2 separate regions of the Oryctolagus cuniculus genome follow, and region 2 is linked to region 1. Evidence: chromatin contacts called from public Micro-C data. All regions are on one chromosome and are shown on one strand. Each heading gives the region's core, a stretch centred on a gene start, on an enhancer-like site or on the middle of the called end of the contact. The rest is flanking DNA. Distances are from core to core; before and after follow the strand shown.

Region 1 (4,111 bases), core at 834-3,333:
CTCCCCACGACTCAGAGCCCCCCGCCCCAGCCTGCCACAAACCCAGCACTGAGACCAGACCCACACCGGCCCCAACACTTGGACAGGGGGCCCCAACCACAAACTGCAGGCACTCTGCACCGCGGGCTCTGGGCCCGCTAAGGTTCTCAGCTCTGTGGTTTCAGGGATGCTTGGCGGGGAGGACAGGAAGGTCCAGGGAGTCCGAATCAGAATCTGTAACGCAGCCTGCAGTACTTGTTGGATTTTTCTCAGGCTGCCTGGAAAAGGCTCCAGGAAGCCTTCTAAGGTTTTGAGCTCACAGGAGAAAAAGGGACAGGCCGGTTGCAGAACAAACCCAGTACCCCCTCCCCTGAGCCCCGCCCCCACCCCTCTAATTAAAGCAACATGCACAATTGACAAAAGTCCTCCCAGAACTTTTCAGAGTGCGATGGAAAAGCAAGGCATCCCAGGCAGACGCCTCACAGGTTCTGCGGGTTCTCAACGAGATGGGAAAGAGAAAGAAAGAACTTTAGGCAGCAGCCGCTTCTGCCCATTCTGCTTAGCAGCCCTGGTCTGAGGGTCCAGTGCTGCCTAGCTCCGGGCAAAGCAGGGGGGGGGGGGCAAGGAGCAGAGGGGCCTCCCCTCTTTGTTCCCTTGGACTCATGGCTCAGAACAAAACACACACACTCACACAACTATCACACAAACTTACCACCACCACGAGTGCAAAAACCCCGGCGGTTCTCCCAAAGTGATGTTTTTTTCCCATCGAATCTGCAAAGCAGAGAGCAGAGGCAGCTTAGAGAAGCCAAGAGCATGGGGCCGGGCCAAAAGGCTGTGAAGACCAACTAACAATAAATGCCAAAAGGTGATAAAAATTCAAAATGGTGGCCACAGTGGCAGCTCCCGAAAACAAAGGCTCCAGGAGAGTGGGGAGGGGGGGTGTCAGGAAATTGGGCGCTGGGGGGGGAGCCCCACTCACCTCCGATAAGAAGGTCTGTGCAGACTTCTGTGCTCCGACGTGCAGCAAATACTCGTAGACGTATAAAGCTAACCTGCAGAGCCGGCAGAGGCAGAGAGAGACGGAAGGCGTCAGACCACACCGGGCGCTGGCTCCCAGCCCCGCCAGCCCCGTCCCATTGTGGGCCCCGACCGCAGGCCGGGCTGCAGGGTGCCCACGGCTCGCGGTGGCTACCCAGGGACGCGTCCACTCCAGTCGTGGAGCCGCCAAGCAGCCCCCAACCTGAACTTCCAAGAGGTGTGAGGGCCAGACCCACCTGGGTCTCTCAAAGTCGCGAGCCACCCGACCCCACGGCCGCCGCGCTACCCAAGCTTCGGGGGTCCACGGAGACTCGGCGCGCTCTGGAGAGGGCAGCAAAGCGCCACCCTCGCCACCGCCCCCAAACAACTGTCCCCCGAGCCTGGGGCCAAGCCGGCGCCGCCGTCCCTGCCCAGCCCGGCGCCGAGGCCAAGGACAGGGAAAGGGAAGAGCGCTCCCGGCCGAACAAAGCCCCCGGCACGCACTCCTCACGCCGCGGGCGGACAAAAGGAGCCAGTGGGGCTGCAGAAGCCACGCGCCCCCCTGCCCGCGCCGGGTGGGCAAAGTGCGGCCGCCGCGGCGGGCGCCCGGGCTCTCGCGCGGGACCTCGCCCACCCCTCCACGCGGCCACCAAGTGCCCCCTCCCCGGCGGCTCCCCCGCCGCCCCAGCCTCCGCCGGCTCCCAACAATGGGCGCTCCCACTCCGCCCCGCCGCGGCCTCGGGGAAGGGGCCAGGCAGGAGGCGCGGGGCCCGGGGCCCGGGGCCGGAGGGCGCAGCAGCCCGGCCCCCGCCCGCCCACCTGCCTCGTACCGCCCGCACGCCCGCCCGCCCTCAGCCCGGCGGCGGCACAGCCGCCACTTGCAAAATAGGCTTACTTTTCCCGAGCCTGCCCGTCCGAGGGCACCGCCGAGCCTTTGCCTTTGGCAAACATGGTTTGCAGAGAAGAGGGCGCCGAGCCCCGCCGCCGCCGCCGCCGCCGCTACCGCTCCGGCGCTCCCGAGCTGCCCCACGCTCCCGGCCCCCTCCCCGGCGCTCGCTCACTCGCTCGCGCTCTCCTCGCCGCGCTCCCCTCCCTCCCCCCCAGGCGCTGGCTCCGCGCTCTTTCCAGCTGTCAAAGCGTCAGCCCCGGCCGCGGCCCCATCGCCCTGGAACTCCTCCCGCGCCGGCTCGGCCTCGGGTGCCGCCGCCGCCGCCGCCGCCGCCGCCCGCACGGCTGCCCGCTCGCTCGCCCGCTCGCTCGCTCGCGCGCCCGCCCGGCTCCGCCTGCGCCGCCCTCTGCGCCTCCGGCACCGCTGCTGCCGCCGCCGCTGCCGCTGGTCTACTTGGAGCTCAACCGAACGTGGCTACCCGGGCGAGCGAGCGAGGCGGGCGTCAACGTCCGCGATTGATGGCCGCCCCGGCCAATCGGCGCGCGCGGGGGCGGGCCCGGCAGGGACGCCCCTGTCAGCGCCCGGCCGCGGCAGTCCCCGCTGCCCTGCTCCTGCGGGTGGACCGGGGGGTGGCCGCGGGCGCGAGCCCCTCTTCACTGCGGATTGGGGAGGGGTGGCGACCCGAATCGGGATGGGAGAGCTCCAGGCCCCCAAGAAGACGGGGACCCGACCAGCACTCCCGCGGCGTGGACCGCTGAGGGTGGAGGGGCAGGGGGCGCTGCGGAGGCGTCCGAGGGGAGGGGGCGCAGACCCCCAAGCCGCGCGCGGCTCGCTCCCTCCCGCCACGTCCCCCTGCCTTATCTGCCCCTCTCCTCCCCCGCCGCGGCCCGCGCCAGCCCAGCCCTTATCTCGTCCTCCCCCTCGGCTGCCCGCCGCCTGGGCTCCGACCCCGACCCCCTCCCCAGACTCCGGCCCGGCCCCCGCCCGCCCCGCCCCCGGTCCTCCCTCTCGCCCAGTCTGGCTTCCGAGCGCGGGGCGCGGGGCTGCACGCTGAGAGCTGAGCTGCTGGAGCCGGCGCCGAGGCGCGCGGCTGCTCCTTTACTAGATCATTAAAATACTTTGGAAAACCCCAAAGTGGAGCCGCGCGAAAATGGCCCTCGGCGAGCTTCGGGGAGCCGGAGGGAGGGGATTGGGGACTTAGGCTCAGAGGGGGGGAAGAGTGGTTCCTCCCCCAAATTTCCAAGGCTTGCCAACCCTGGCAAGTTAGCCCCTCGGATTCTCCACGGGAAAAAGGGGGCCATTCGGGGGTGGCGGGGGGCGTCACCTGGGCACCCCACAACGCGAAATGCGCGCCATAGGTACCCGCAAACTTCAGATAAATGGAACTAAATTGGGGAGTCGGGGGGCCGAGAGCCAGGCGTGGGGGGAAGGGAGGCTTCCATTGTCAGTGACCCAGGTGTACAATGGGAAATTTGAGGGGGGGTGCTGGTAGAGTGACCCAGCTATTTGCTGCTGACTCTGTTCCTGTCCACGCTGAAAACACGCTGTGTGCCTCTCATTGGAGACTCTCAAAACCTGAAACCAGCGGAATAAGGGAAGGCTCCCCCATTTTCAGACTGTTTTTAGAGCGCGGTTCTCTTTAAATGTGATAAAACACTGTCGGCACTGTCTCTTTAAAAGAGTCAAGCAGAAAAAGCTGTGTAAGCGCTGATTGGCTGCCTGTTTGGATACATCTTTAGGGGAGCCTTGAAACTGTTAGCCTAGGTTGATTTTTTTTTTTTTAACTGCGCTGTTCCAATAAACAAGTAACGCCCCTCCCCCTAACATGCCTCGCACCAAACAATTAAAGGATAGGTCAGTGTCCTGGGGAAAACACGTTTCAAGTAGGAAAACTCAGAACTAGATTTCAACAAAATAAACAATAATTCCCTACCATTAAAGTTTGCTTATTTTGCTCTGTAGTAGAGAGAAAAGGGGCTTTTAAAAGAAATTCCCGGCAGCAAACGGATCTGCATAGGTTCAGGAAGGAGACTGGCTGCAGTTTTGGAATAATGCTCTCCTCCGTGTAACAGCCTCCCTGAATTAGAACACAGCCAGGCCCTGCGACCAACCAACCGTCTGGGCTCACTCTGCTCTCCAGGGGACCCAGAGCTCAGGGAGAAGGGGCAGAGAACGCACACCCAGAGCGCTAGCCTAGGGGTGTCTGTCAGGCCCTGCTTTAAA
Region 2 (4,111 bases), core at 943-3,442, 320 kb before region 1:
GTTAGAAAGTAACAGATATCAGGGGTCGGTGCTGGTGGCACAGTAGGTTAAGCCTCTGCCTGTGGCACTGGCATCCCATGTGGGCACTGATTTCGTGTCCTGGCTGCTCCACTTTGATCCTGCTCTCTGTTTATGGCCTGGGGAAGTAGTGGAGGATGGCCCATAGTGCTTGGATCTCTGCACCCACATGGGAGACCTTCTGGGTCCAGAACCAGAAGCTCCTGGTTCCTGGCTTTGGATCAGCGTAGCTCCATCTGGTGTGGCCAATTGGGGAGTGAACCGCGGATGGACTGCTCTGTGTCCCCGGATGGACTGCTCTATGTCTTCCTCTCTCTGTAACTCTGCCTCTCAAATAAATAAATCTTTTTTTTCCCAAAAAGAAAACAACAGATATTATAAAAAGTATCAAAAGATTCCAGGAATGTATAGCCTTTCAAATAATTTCGTTGTTCTCCCAGCATTCTGGTTCATATTACAAATTTGCTAGGAAAAACATCTTAAAAAAGGAAACACGTTAGAACAATACAAAATAAAGTCTCAGCCCAATTCTAGATCAAATCAATATTAATAAGTTTCCTCATACAATCCTCTTAATGATGTTAAGTTTATCAAAGAAAGGGGCAATATTCAATCTGGAAGTTACAACTTCTTATTTTGATTGACATAATGATTTAGGATAATCCCCCCACTCTTTTTCCTTGAAGGTAGATATAAGCCTCAGGCAATGAGAAAACTGGCAATAAGTACAGCACGGGAAGTGACAGCACTGAGCACTTTTCATTTGGAGGACCTGAAAGCACTTGCCACCACGCAACATCCTCAACTTCACTTTGTAGTTTGAGGGCAGAGAGGCCAGCCACAATGGGTAAGCAAACAACTTACAGAAGACGAAGGCACAAGGAGGAAAAAACCCAGCAACACCCGCAAAAGCTTTTATAACCCACAGCGTGCATGTGTATATGTGTGTGTGTGTGTGTGTGTGTGAGAGAGAGAGAGAGAGAGAGAGAGAGAGGAGGAGAAAAAAAAAACAAAACCAAGAACACCAGCAAAAGCTTTTATAACCCACAGAGAGAGAGTGTGTGTGTGTGTGTGTGTGTGTGTCAGGGACAAGAAGAAAAAAACCCAGCAACATCAGCAGAAGCTTTTATAACCCGTAGGGTGTGTGCACCCAAATTATATATGGCGAAGGTGTGGGGAGAGACACCAAGCAATTTAAAATCTTGAGTAAACACTGTTCTTAAGAAGCTGAAAGAGCGCCTGGAGGAGGGGGAGTGGAATTGTAAGAGGCAGCAGCCCGGGCCGGGGGCGACCCCGTCACCCCCTCTCCGAGCTGGGAAGCCCTAGGAAGGCGGCCTCCCGTCGGCCTCCAGGGGTTCCCCGCCAGCCGCACAGAGCGCCAAGTTTCTGCGTCCCCCCGGGCGCGGCGTCTCCCGCACACAGCAAGTGCACAACGGGAGAGCCCTACGACGCGCCGCTGAGCCCGGGGGCGGCTACGTGGAATGCCTCCCCCGGCCTGGCGCAGCAACGCAGCGGCTACGCGCCTGCCTCCCGCCCGCGAGGACCCGGCGGGCTCCCACGCGAACGCGACCCGGTCTGTCCCATCTTTGTGTCCCCCCAGCCTGGTGCAGCACAAACTTCCGGTGATTCCGGCAGGGACGGGGTGCAGGCAGGCTTAGGGAGGGAGGCAGAAGCCACCCCGGCGGGAGGCAGCGGTTATAACAGGGGCGCGCTCAACCGCCAGAGTCCCAGAGCCCACGCAGGGGTGGGGGAGCCAGGAAGGGTCGTAGCCCGGTTCGGACCGGCCCTACCTTGGGGTAGGTGTGCAGTGGGTAGGTCAACTGACAGGCCCGGTGGCAAGACGCCGTGTCGCCCAAAACCGAGTCAAACGCCTCAGCCGAAGCGGTGCCCGAGCCCCCGGCCAGGGCCATCGTGAGCAGCAGCAGCGACGGGAGCCCCCGTTGGGCCCTGACCCAGAGGGTCCCCTTCGGCGCCGCCATTTTGTCCCCCTCTGTCACGGCAGCTCGGCTTGTTGCTGTTTTCTTTTCAGGGTTTCCTCCTCCTTCCGGGGCCGGCCCCCTTCCCCGCCCCGCCGCCCGCTGCTTCCGCTTCCGCCTCCGCCGGAGCCGCAGCCTCTTGCTCCCCCTCGGTGTCCACGAACTCGTAGGCAGGAGTGCGGAGGCGGCGACAACCATCGCGAGTGTTAGCGCGGCCGGCGCGCCTTCTGGGGCAGGCTGGGGCGGGTAGTTCTCGGCGGCGGCGCGCGCTCTCGGGAAACCACGGCCGCGCGCTCCCTTCGCAGTGCATGCCGGGGCGGGAGCCGGCGGGGTCCCCGAGCGCGCCGTCCCGGGAGCCGCTTCTGTGGACCCGTGGTCGGGGCGAGGGGCATCGGTTCGGTTCCAGCGTTCGGACCCAGCCTTGGGGGCCCAGAGGGTGCGCTCTGAGGAGGCCCTGCTGCTGTTGCTGCTGCAAAGGCTGTTCTCCCTGGTGGGTCTCCTGTCACACCCGTGTCGGGTGCCCGTTTGGTCTCGCTCGAGGGTCCAGAGCGTGACCGTCGTGGTTAGCGTCCTGGGAGCGCCGGGCAGGTGCTCCTGGGGATGGTCCCTGCTGAGGAGCGGTAGTCTTTAGTGCTGGTTGTCAAGGCAATCCTTGGGCCCGCGGCTGTGATGGGCGGTGGTGAGGCGGGCTTCGCTGAGCCCAGTGGATCCCTAACCGGCCCAGTCCTGGTCGGAAGAGGGTTTCGAAGTCTGCAGGCTGAGCGCCCGGCGCGATGTCGGACCGCCCTCCATGGTGTGCACCCCTGGAAGCCAGGAACTCCCCCCCCCCCCCCCAGCTCAGGAAGTAGACCGATCACTGTGCCCAGGTTGATTTCTCGGCACGAGCTTGCTTTTCCAGGAGCAGCCTTCCTGGCAGTCCCACCCAAGGGCTCCCGTAATCCAGAAGTGCTCCCCAAGACCCCAGCCGTGTCGCTCTGGGGAACACACATCCCAGCAGTCTCGGGGAAGCTTTAGCATCTCTCTCTCTCTCTCTCTCTCTCTCGCAGAACACGCTGCAAGCACGTGAAGGTAGTGGAAGTCCCCTGGCCATGGATAAATTCGTCATTCGAACGCCCAGAGTCCAGAGTAGCCCTCGGAAGAAAGATGCTGGAAGGAAGACTTACAGGCAGGCCACGATTGAATCTCTGAAGGTGAGAGGGGTGTGGGACTGTGTAGCAGGGAGGCTTCGAGGGGTTCTCTTATGGACTGTTTCAAGCTGTAACCACTCCCCAGAGTGTACCAGCCCGCTCTGTAGTTTCCCTCCAACCCCATACAGACTTCCGGGTATCACTTCCTGTGCCTCTTAAGGCTCTTCTAATTGCTGGACTTGATGCTATGCTCGCCAGCTGGTAGGACAAGCTCCCTTAGTTATTTTGAAAAATTCTCTTTTCTGTTAGGAATGTTAGAGTACCTACCAAATAGGATTCTCTATGCCCTATAGAAGCTCAGTCAGGCGTGAGAGGGGGTGCCCAACCACACTCATCTTACTGGTGAGGATGGATCACATGGCCTCCACAGCCACAGCTGAGACTGGGAAAGAGACTTAATGGATCCTTGCCTACCTCAAATTCAATTCTGATTTGTGTTAGCAAGGAAGAAACAAAGAATACATTCAATAAGTCAATGAAGGTAGGTACTGATAAGTGGTCATTATTTTTAAAACAAGCAGAGCTTATCATTAGTTCATTATGTCATCTTGAACCTCTCTGCCTACATTTCTGACTTTTTCTTTTCAATTTCCTTTATTGGTTCCTCTTTTTCCATTAGATTCTGAATGTTTATGTCCCCAGAGCTGTGTATTGCTTTTATGTTTGGTCAGAGTGACCTCACCCATTTCAAGGCTTTCTATGCTGATGACTTTTTTTTTTTCTTTTTTGACAGGCAGAGTGGACAGTGAGAGAGAGAGACAGAGAGAAAGGTCTTCCTTTACCGTTGGTTCACCCTCCAATGGCCGCAGCGGCCGGTGCGCTGCGGCCGGCGCACCGCGCTGATCCGATGGCAGGAGCCAGGTACTTATCCTGGTCTCCCATGGGGTACAGGGCCCAAGTACTTGGGCCATCTTCCACTGCCTTCCTGGG

What was found. Hi-C and Micro-C count contacts between places; a contact is called where the count stands out from the background.
Region 2: a contact with region 1 is called in a Micro-C map of ear pinna, with 3 times the contacts expected there. The contact joins the promoter of TMEM59 here to the promoter of SSBP3 in region 1. A contact is called at or near these places in 2 of 6 Hi-C or Micro-C datasets (ear pinna and skin fibroblasts).

What each region holds. Positions count from the first base shown.
Region 1 is chr7:118,630,610-118,634,720 of mOryCun1.1, reverse strand. It overlaps SSBP3 (single stranded DNA binding protein 3), which reads right to left and starts at 2,083. Exons shown (of 16, transcript XM_017346276.3): 1 at 1,895-2,083; 2 at 962-1,034; 3 at 692-753. The coding sequence starts at 1,950.
Region 2 is chr7:118,945,770-118,949,880 of mOryCun1.1, reverse strand. TMEM59 (transmembrane protein 59) reads right to left here and starts at 2,192. Exons shown (of 8, transcript XM_008265217.4): 1 at 1,809-2,192. The coding sequence starts at 2,192. TCEANC2 (transcription elongation factor A N-terminal and central domain containing 2) reads left to right here and starts at 1,414. Exons shown (of 6, transcript XR_011390696.1): 1 at 1,414-1,640; 2 at 3,041-3,184.